2 separate regions of the Mus musculus genome follow, and region 1 is linked to region 2. A link is a contact called in public Micro-C data. All regions are on one chromosome and are shown on one strand. The core of a region is the stretch at or near the end of the contact, and the rest is flanking DNA. Distances in the headings are between cores, read along the strand shown. Region 1 overlaps Gabbr2 (gamma-aminobutyric acid (GABA) B receptor, 2). Region 2 overlaps Gabbr2 (gamma-aminobutyric acid (GABA) B receptor, 2).

The links. Hi-C and Micro-C count contacts between places; a contact is called where the count stands out from the background.
Region 1: a contact with region 2 is called in a Micro-C map of muscle stem cells, with 6 times the contacts expected there. The contact joins two enhancer-like sites. A contact is called at or near these places in 45 of 484 Hi-C or Micro-C datasets (the 63-12 cell line, the AtT-20 cell line, B cells and 27 more) and 1 of 115 datasets of contacts at active chromatin or transcription factors (bone marrow-derived dendritic cells).

The regions. Positions count from the first base shown.
Region 1 is chr4:46,826,029-46,831,319 of GRCm38.p6, reverse strand. All of the region lies in intron 3 of Gabbr2 (gamma-aminobutyric acid (GABA) B receptor, 2), which reads left to right. Among named protein-coding and RNA genes, the nearest start is that of Gm32208, 21 kb to the left of the region's middle. Within about 2 kb of position 3,534, at least 42 of the 459 cell types and tissues checked have an H3K27ac peak or open chromatin away from gene starts, as enhancers often do. A contact at or near this core is called in muscle stem cells, where this site is marked.
Region 2 is chr4:46,700,596-46,705,829 of GRCm38.p6, reverse strand. All of the region lies in intron 13 of Gabbr2 (gamma-aminobutyric acid (GABA) B receptor, 2), which reads left to right. Among named protein-coding and RNA genes, the nearest start is that of Tbc1d2, 53 kb to the right of the region's middle. Within about 2 kb of position 2,544, at least 10 of the 459 cell types and tissues checked have an H3K27ac peak or open chromatin away from gene starts, as enhancers often do. A contact at or near this core is called in muscle stem cells, where this site is marked.

The DNA of each region.
Region 1 (5,291 bases), core at 2,285-4,784, 120 kb before region 2:
GTTGGTAAGAGTCCAGTCCTATGTTAGCTACTTACAGAATTTTTTCTCTTTGAAGCAAAGAAAGAAAATATCACATATCTGATATTTGAATGCTTATGCTAAAACATGACTACCACTTTTGTCTGAAGAATTTAGTCTTTAAAATTTTATTAAAGCTCTTTTATAAAATACCTGCAAATAAAACACACACACACACACACAGAGAGACAGAGAGAGACAGAGAGAGACAGAGAGAGAGAGAGAGGTTAACCAGACCCTAAGGTGCCATCTCAGTGGACTCCTGAATAGTTAGAGCAGTTCTGGAGCTGTGGGTTCATACTGGATTTTATAATTCCAACACTCATACCCACACATGCACATATATACCTATATATGCACGCATACACACACATGCACATACAAGCACACACAAGCACACACACACACACAAGCACACACACGTGCACACACACACACACACACACACATGTGCACACAGGCACACACACACACACACATGCACACACAGGTGCACACTCCAGGACAGGATCAAACCAGAGAATCAGCTTTCTATCGCTTCCTGACCTGTGCCTGTTGCCTGCATCAGTTCTTTCCCATCACCCAAATTCCACCCCCCCCATTCCCCACGCTCATATCTTACTGCACTTACATACATGTGCACACAGAAGGGAGGCTACATGTTTTTGTTTTTCTGAGAGTGTATGACCTTGCTTAATAGACATTCTAAGCTTTTCCATTTTCCTGAACATGTTGTGATTTCATTTTTTAGAGATGAATAGTATCCCATTGTATATTTTCACTCTCCATTTATGCATTCTTTCATATATATTATTTATTTTCCCCATGCTATTTATTAAGTATGTATTTTATTATCCATCAGTTTTCCTGTCTGCTGATGGACAACTAAACTAATTCCATTTCCTTGCTGTAGTGAATACAGTGACAATAAGCATGATTGGTAAACTTGTGTGATATTCATGTGCTTTTCCTAAAACACAACGGCAGCTTTTGTTTGAAGACTTTGGTCTTCCTAGTATGAAAGTTTTCTTCCATTAGATCTTTCATTGTTTCTCTTTTGCTCTAAGACCTTGCAGGGTTGATATTCAATGTCAGCCTGGGCAGATTCAGAGCCACCTAAGGTGCATGCTTCTTAGCATCCTGAGACGTTGAATTGAGGAGGGTGGTCCCGTGGAAACATGGCTGGGTCCAGTCCATAAACTGTGCCCCTGAACTGAATAAAAAGGAGGAAGCCAGCTAAGCAACAGGCTATCAGCACTGGTCACTGCTTCCTGACTGCAGACCAGCTGCCTTCCCTGCCACATGAACTGAATTCCTGTATTCCCTTCCTCCCTCCTTCCCTCCCTCCCTTCCTCCTTCCTTCCCTCCCTCCTCCTTCCTTCCTTCCTTCCTTAAGTTGCTTTTGTCAAGTATTGTCATAGTTACAGAAAAAAAATCACCAACACTCGCCCTGGCAGCTGCTCTTTGCTACTTTGTGGCTTCCTCTTTTTCTTACCCTTTATCCCTATGAGTGCTCCTCCCTTTGTTACTTTGTGACTTCTTTTTCCCATCCTTTATCTCCGCCCATCCCCCCTTTATGCTCTATCACTATATAGGAGAGAGAGAGAGAGAGAGAGAGAGAGAGAGAGAGAATGAATCACTAAATAATTTCCTTCTTTTTTCTTCTTTGAGCACAACTAACAAATCACAACCAACGCCCCTGAATGACCAACAACCACCCACACCGCCTATGAGGCTCTAACATTTATACACCCCCTGAAAAGTTTCCAGAATTCCAGATGTCCCAAAGCCGCAGAAACTATCCGCAGCTGGCAACACCCCCACTATGCTACAGCACGAGGCAAATCATAGTCAGTTGCTGAAGACAGTCTGAAGCAGCCCCATATCCGCACACCTGAGGTTAAAATGAAACCACATTCTTATATGTCAGTGTTTTTAAGAAACCAAATTCCAGAATTCACACTTACACCGCCCCCTTGGGAGCCCCTAGTTCCAGAATGAGTCTCTGTTGTTCCTCTCTGCTGCTCTTCTCACTCTGGCATCCCAATCTCCACCCTCACTGATGTCCAGGAGACGTTACCTCCCAGAGATCTCAGGTTATCTTGCACACAGCTGTCAGTGCTCTGTAACTAAGGTTTGCTTCTGGCTGCCTCTAATGTGTCTTTAACTCTCAGATTCAGTAATTTAATTCATCTCCTGCCGTCATTTTCTCAGCTCTGCTGGGGTCCTTTGAATTTCAGTTTCTTTCACTGTATCATTTCCAGCATTTTAGAGTTCTGGTTTGCTTTCATCTGTGAAGCACAGAACTGATGTGACAGTTTCCTTTTACTTCCGGTAGCAAATCTGTTCGTTGATGAAGCCCTTCCTCTGCTCATGTTCACTGTCTGTTTTTACGGCTCATGGCTTCCGAATCCTCCCTGACCTGGGACGCCCTGGCATCCATGAACTTTCCGTGGGTCTCCATGGTTTTAGCTGCCTCTGCTGAACTTTCACTTGAGTCTAAGACAAAACTCAAAGCCAGGGACAGAGAGCTGAGGGCCAAGGAGTCACATGGTGCTGAACTGTCTCAGCTACTCATGGTTTCTCCTTGTAGGTGGGAAACAGCTGCTCCAGATGTTCAGGGTCACTCTTGGCCTCTGCCCTTGCTCTTTTGCCTGTGGTGTCTGGCATGACACCGTGGAGAAACTAGATTTGGACAGCTCTGCTTGCTTGTTATTGGACAGCATAGCCAAACCATTGCTGAAGGCAGGTGGGCCATGTGATGAGAAGGGGGCTCCTCCAAGTGGGTCCGTACCCCCTGCCGCAGCCCAGCGTCTTTCTTCCTGAGCAGCACCCTGCTGTGGCCCAGCCTGTCCTCTGGTGCCTAGCTGCACATGGTAGGCTATGTGGTCAGTGACTGCCCCCAGCCCCAGTACACTCTCCCTCCCCACAGCACAGTGCCCCCTGCTCAGGAAGCAGGGCTGTGAGTCAGCCTTCAATCTGGTTTCCTTGGCATCGTACCTCTCTGAAATTCCTCAAAATTGCTGGCATGTTGATGCTTCTCGCTCCTCTTTTTCCAACACTGAAGCAGATTCTCCTATTTTTGTAACTACCTTGCAGGGTCCTTTCTGTCACTTGCAGAAGGGGGTAGCTTAGGTGGGAGGTGGACATCTGTGCTCAGCTATCCTGTCTTCCATCGTTAAAACGGCCTCTCGCTTTGCACAGTGGTGTTCAGGCAGATGAGACGTCTTAGGCGACTCCTGTTCCGTGGCCCTCTTTTAATGTCTTGCCCTATGCTGGCCCTCATCACATCATCTGGCTTTATAATTTAGCCTTTTGTTTTGTTTTGTTTTGTTGTTGTTTTTCTGGGCATGTCCCCTCTCCCTCTCAAATCCCAAGTTAGCATCCCCTCTGAGGAGTGATTCTTCCGCCAAACATGGCTGCCAGGCTCTGGCAACCTGATCCATATCCAGGCCTCCAGTGATATTGATGGAGCTTCCCACATCCTCCCTGCCCTGCCAAGGTCACGACCTTCGTGTGGAAACAGCAGAAGCTGCTCCCGGCCTCCTGGTCCCCATGTGTCCCTCTCAGCAGCAGTGTGTTTCACTGGAGAGCCGTTTCGGATCCTTCTGGCATATCCTGGCCTTGCTTGTGAATCAGCAGTAAGGCAGCAGGCGGTGGAGGGGTGGGGTGCAGAGGCGCCCCAGGTTGGCTTGGCGGCCTGCCCCAGAACCCAGCATATCACACAATTTGCTGTGCCCAGCCTGTGAACAGCTGCCTCTGGCCCTCTCTGGGGAGTTACCAAGCTGCCACAGCTGCTCCTTCCCGGGAGTAGTGAAAAGATCTCTCCCACCAGAGGCTTCTGCGCATCCCTTTGGGGTTTCACAGGGTGCAGGTTAGCTTGTTCCTGCAGAGAGACCACACCTCTTGGGTTTAGGTCAATGGCATTACTGTGGCTTGCCCTGCAGTAACTGAACCCGAAGTTATCTGTCTTATCCTCTCTTTGATCATATCCCTGATAGTGACCACTGCCCCTCACACCTGGCGCGAATGATCTTACTTTTAAATTTACAACCCACCTGGGGTAAGCCGTGGAGGTACCTTTTTTTTTTTTTAAAGAAGAATTCTCTTGTTCACCTGGAGTGGCCAGGACAGAGGGCTACAACAAGTAGAACCATGGGACTCCAGGTCTGTGTGGTTCCCTCTCCCTCACAGCCTGCAGTGAGCACAGAACCACGGGCTCTAGGGCAGGCTCTGCCAGCCATGACTGGCATCTGCGAGTCCAGCTCCTGGTCTAGAAAAAGTGATTAGCACACAGCCGCACTCACTGCTTCTTGTGTTGCCTACGGCTTCTCTTGTAATACAACAGCAGAACTTAGTTGGGACAGAGCCCAGAAGGCCTGTGAAAACTAAATATTTATGCTCTGGCCCCTTGCAGAGGAACCTGGCTTTCTCTTGCTATTGTGGACCATAGGAAGAAATCAGACTAAAGTTAGGTCCTGAGTTCAGTGTTTTCTAGCTGTGTGATCTTGGGTGGCTGTCTTGACCTCTCTGTGTCTTATTATACTTACCCACACATTGCTTATAACTATGCCTTTAAGTCTACACCAGTGGCCTGAAGTAATGTCCTGGCATGAGTGAGGGACTAGAGGGATGGGGGCACTAAAGGCACTGGTCCTAAACACCCTCAGGTCCTAAAGCTGCCCATATTTCTAGGACATCTTATGGCTGCTTGCCACCTGGGCTTCCCCTGTGGCACGCCTGTGCAGTTCATCAGTCTGCAGGGAGAGTTCATTAGGTTGAGTCTGTGACCGGGAACCCCACCGCCATTTCCTTTTCCATCTATCCTAGGTGGTCTGCCTTCTCCACTCTCTCTTCTGCCTCCCTCTGGACTGCTCTGGAGTTTCTACTTAGGCCCTCCTCTAATCACCCGGACAAAGGTGACATAGACTCCTCTCTAGACTCCCCTTTGGACACCAGGCACTCAGTGACACATCACAGGCAGCAGGTGTCCTCATTCAACCATGCGGATGGCTCACTGATGCAGGCTATAGTTCTGAGACCTTCCAGGGAGGTGCGAGGCCTCCAGACCCTCTGTACACAGCCCAAGGTGGATGGGTGGGTGAATAAGCCACAATATATGGTCCTGCCTTTCAGATCTGCATCCCAAATGGAAAATTCCACTTGGGCCTTGCAGAATAGATATGACTCCCAGTTTCTAGTGAAGTTGTACTGTCCAAACTGCTGAGCTCAGCACATTCCAGGCCCTGCAGCCTGCTCAGCACTCGGGGCGG
Region 2 (5,234 bases), core at 1,295-3,794:
GCTGTGTGTGGGAAGTGAGCCCACACGTGTTTAGGAACCGCTGTGTGTGGGAAGTGAGCCCACACGTGTTTAGGAACCGCTGTGTGTGGGAAGTGAGCCCACACGTGTTTAGGAACCGCTGTGTGTGGGAAGTGAGCCCACATGTGTTTAGGAACCGCTATGTGTGGGAAGTGAGCCCACATGTGTTTAGGAACCGCTATGTGTGGGAAGTGAGCCCACATGTGTTTAGGAACCGCTATGTGTGGGAAGTGAGCCCACATGTGTTTTAGGTGCCACTGTGCATCTTCCTTAGAGAAACAGCTACTCAGAGCCTTGGTTTATTTTTAATTGAATTGGACTTCTTTTTTTATTGTTAATCTGTAAGAGCTCTTTATATACTCTGACCCTTATCAGATAAAAGATATGCAAATATCTTCCCCTGATAGTTGAGTTATCTTTTTACTTTCTCCTCAGCGTCCGGGGACACATGACAATCTTTAATCTTAATGAAGTCTGATTTATCCATTTTTTTCCCCTTTGACAAAACCACTGTCTGATCCAAGATCATGGAGATTTCCTCTAATGTTTTCTCCTGAGAGTGTGACCCTCTTGGGTCCTGCATTTAGGTGCTGGAACCACTGTGAGTTAATTTTGAACATAGTGGGGCCCACAATTGGTTGCTTTACTCTCGGATATCTAGTTGTTTAAACTCTGTCCAAAAGACTCTTCTCCGTGAAGAAGCCCCATAAACCCTGCGGGAAGCAGTCGGCCATGGCGTGGGGCTGCAGTTCTGAGCTTCCTGAGTGAATGGTAAACCCTTTCCTATGTCGGCAGGAAGGGCTGTCGGGAGTGTCTAGGGAAGCACTGAGTGGCCTTCAGTGTGAGTTGAGTGTTCCCACCCTCCCACCATTAAATCCAGCCCAGGGCTGCCGCTGCCTCCCCATTGAGTCAGATTTTAGTCTGGCTTCCTTTGATTATTCAGTCAGCTTTACTTTAATTCTTCAGTGTATTGTAATTTCCTGTGTGTAAGTCCTATACAGCATTGGATAAATTTATTTTTAAGTATTTGTTCTTTCTGGTGCCGTCATTGGTTGAACGGCCGTCTTCGTTTCTGCCATTCGTGACTAGGGGTATAGATATACTACATAGTTCTGTACGTCACACAGACGTCACACTGACATCTGACCACCTTGCTAATTTCGCTAAGAAGCTCTCGTATATGTTGAGTGGATTTTTCTCCCCATACGGTCATACTACTTGTGAGTAGTCTTACTTTATCCTTTCCACTCTAATACATCTTATTTCCATTCCTTGAATAATTTTAATAGTTTTTCAACCTATTTGTACCTTTGAATCTAAGTTAATCTTTTCCATTCTACAAATACAGTTGGATCATGTGGGTTTTTTTTTTAACCCAGTATGCTGATTGCTGACCTTTAACTGGAGCACTGAATCTATTTAAGGCAGTTAGTGATAAGGTGAGGGTAACATCCACCATTCTGGAAGGGAGCTTTGAAGGGCCACAGTCCATATGTATCTCAAACCCCATGGGGAAGAGGAAAGGAAGAAACCCCAAAGGTGCCAGCTCTTACCTCATCGTTTGCCATAGAGGACGGGCTAGGGGGCGACTTCCACACCAGAACTTTAGGTAACTACTGAAGAATAGTTACCTAAACTATATATAAAGGTAGCATCCTGGTGTGATAAAATGCCACTTGCCAGCCGAGCATCGTGGTGCCGATTTGGGGAGGCTAAGAAAGAGGATTGTGAGTTGGAGGGTAGCCTGGGTTACCCAGTGGTGAATCTGAAGTAGGACTGGGTTATGTAGAAAACCTTGCCTCATTCAAAAATAATAAATAAACAAACAAATAAGCAAAAAGCATACCACAAAGGTGGGAAAGGGAAGGCATGTGTGGCTTGAAGCAGGAGTTGGAGGGATGCAGCCACAAGCTGAAGGACGCACGGAGCTCCTAAAGCAGAGGCAGGCAGAGCAGGACCCTCCAGAGCAGAGGGCATCTGGCCCCACTATTTTCTGTCCCCACACCCCTACCTCAACAAATGCCTGTAGTTTGAAATGAGCACCTTTCTAAAAGTGTGGTCATTTGCCCCAGCCGCCCTGGGAAATGAGACAGTGGCTTCGGACTCAAAGCCACAGTTTCTCCATCTTTAAAATGGATCCAGATATGAATAAACTCACCTAAGATCCCAGCAGTAACTCCCACCTGAGATCCCAGCAGCTGAATGTCTGAGACAGGAGGGGTCACGAGTTCAAATCCAGCCTGGGCTATACATGGAGATCCTGTCCCACTCACATTGCCAAAAGTAAAAACTATTTATAAACATATATTGGATTTGAAGAAGGGTCTACCTCAAGCCGAGCTCCGGAGGGCCCTGGCTGTGAGCATCAGCAGCTCCATCGAGCCCCGCTTGCCATCAACGGTCCCTCAGTCTTCTTTATGTCCACCATGACAGTCCTTCCTGTTGCCACATCCCCCTGAACTCAGCCTGCCATGCCCCTGACTCAGGAACCTCCAAAGGCCGGAAATGACTCTACCGTGAGATGCGGGCCCTCTGAGCCCCGGGTTAGACAGTGAGTACCTCACTCAGGAACTCATCTCACATGAGTCAGGCTCAGAGAATTAAAGCCCACAATGTTTTGGAGCCAGAACCATCTCCGCCACTGGGAAAAAAAGGATTTTCCTGCATCCCTCTGTCTGGTTCTGTCTTATCTGCCTCGAACAGCGGACAGCAGGCCAGCCGACAGTGGATTGCTTCTTCATACCAATTATTAAAAATATGTGGCAAGGTTCCGAGGACACAGTCACATGCTGAGGAAATGGAACATGCTACAAGGCTGGGCTCCAACACAGTGTGCTTTCACAGACTGATGGCACCACCGAGAACTCCTTGATAGGTGGACGTCACAGTCTACCAACTCCTAGCTGTGTGACCTGGGGTAAAGACTTGCCCTCTCTGAGCTCCCACGCCCATAGGAGAGGTACATCCACCCTCCTAGATTTGCTGTGGGCATGAACTGAGGTTACATCAGGAAGGTGCCTAGCCCGGAGCCAGGCACACATGACATAACTTCAGTTTCCTAGCCCCCATCCAGAGTGTCCTGAGGCCATCGGGAAATTGGTCTCCCAGGCATCCTGAGGCACAGTGATGCTGAGTACCAGCATGGGAGTGGGTCATCTTCCAGTGCCTTCCATGGCAATTGTCTCATGCTATCTGGAAGATGAGCGAATATCATCCTGCAGAATCTTTCATTCCCATTGGACAGCCATACACACTGGGCTTGTAGTCCACTCTCCCTGAAGCCAGGCCTGTTGGCACTCCAAGCTGCCTGACAACCAGGACAAAAGGATGGCAGAGGGCTTCTGTACATGGAGTGCTCCCTTCACAACCATCCCTCCCACCCCTGTCTAGCTCAGGCCTACAAACTGTTCTCCATCCTGCCTTTATCCCAGGTATGACCCACTTGGATCAGCTTCCTGCTTCTGTCCAAGGTGGTCTGTGAACCTGACCTTGAGTGGCAGCAACACACCCCACCCACACCCCACCACCACCCCCATGACTCCTAGAGCATCCACACCTTCTGCCGGCCACACTCATATGCTGGTGTGGCTTAGGGGGCTTGCCATGCCTGTCTCCAACCTGCATGGACCAGCACGCTGCCAGCTGCAGAGCCAGGGTGAGAGATGCCACCATGAAGGGTAAGGCACCTACCCCGCCCCCATTTCTGGGGACAAAGAAGCCATTGGAGATGCCAACACCAATGGGAGACAAGAAATGCAGTAGTCCAGCCAGAGCCCATAGGAGCCCAGAGTTGTCTTGCAGTTGTGCAAGAGAAAGGATGCGTGCAAAAAGGAGGGGAGTGCCCCTCCCACCCATCCTGAAAGCACAAGCAGAATCTTGGTAAAGAAAACAAGAGCAAAACGTCAAGGCCTGCCCTCAAGAGTGATCAGAGCCACCATGCGACTAAGAAACACCCTGCTCGGATAGAAACGCAAGAGATATGAAAATATGCACCACGCAGAAAAGTGTGCCTGTATGGGACAGTGCTGGTGTCCAGATCCCAGAACAACACACATGTCTGACAGCCATAAACAGACAAGAGGAATGTGGTGTATCGATGCAAGGGGCTGTTACACAACCATGCAAAGGAGCGACGCGCTGACGTGGGACACACACGAGTGCACTTTTGAAGCTCTGTTCAATGAAAGAAGCCATTCACAAAAACCCACTGTATTTATCAGTCGGGGTTCTCTAGATTCACAGAAAGTATGGAATGTCCTGCTATACTGAGGGAGTTTATCATGATGATTTACAGTCTGTACTCCAACTCCCCAACAATGGTCAGCTGTGAACAAGAAGTTCAAGAATCTAGCAGTTGCTCAGTCCCACAGGGCTAGTTGTTTCAGCTGGTCTTCTGTAGAAGTAGGTTCCAACAGATGGGCTGGCAAGTAAGTGCAAGCAGGTGAAGACGAGCGAATCTTTCTTCTTCCAATGTCCTTATGTAGGCTTCCAGCAGAAGGTGTGGCCCATATTAGAGGTGTGTACCACCAGACCTGGATCTGGGACTTGTTTTGTCCCAGGCTGACCTTGAACTCAGAGATCTCCTTGCCTTAGTCTCCTGGGATTAAAGGCATGTACTACCTTGCCTGGGACTACGCTTTTCATAGCCATTATGCCTCAAGATCTCCATGCCAAGATCCAGGTCAGAAACTTCTGTCTTCCAGCCTCAAGATCTGGATCACAGGTGAGCCCTCCAATTCTGGCCTGTAGTTCATTCCAGATATAGTCAAGTTGACAACCAGGAATAGCCATTACAGCCACTAAGTAATGAATCCATTGACAAGATGAGTCTAGTCAGGGGAACCCATGGGGATCAAAAGAGGATTAGTAGGTTTGGAGGAAGGGAAGAAAAAGTGACCGTCATTAAGTCACAATGTTTATAAGGACACAGTTGATCCTGGAGCCCAGGCAGCTGACCCCCCAGCTCACCTTGCCATCTACCACACCACCTGGTAGGGGACAGCAGTGTCACCTGAGCTAACGTCAGCAGCTGTCAACTGGTTGACTCACTAATGGATGCCATCATTTGGCCATGGAGGTGGGTGACTGCTGACCCCAGACATACTGGTACTAGGCAGTAACTTGGGCTTCTTTATCACTCCCAGGGTGTTTGGGGGACCCATGACAAAAGGAAATACAACCCCCCTGCCTCTGTGGCACACACTCACTCTATTTAA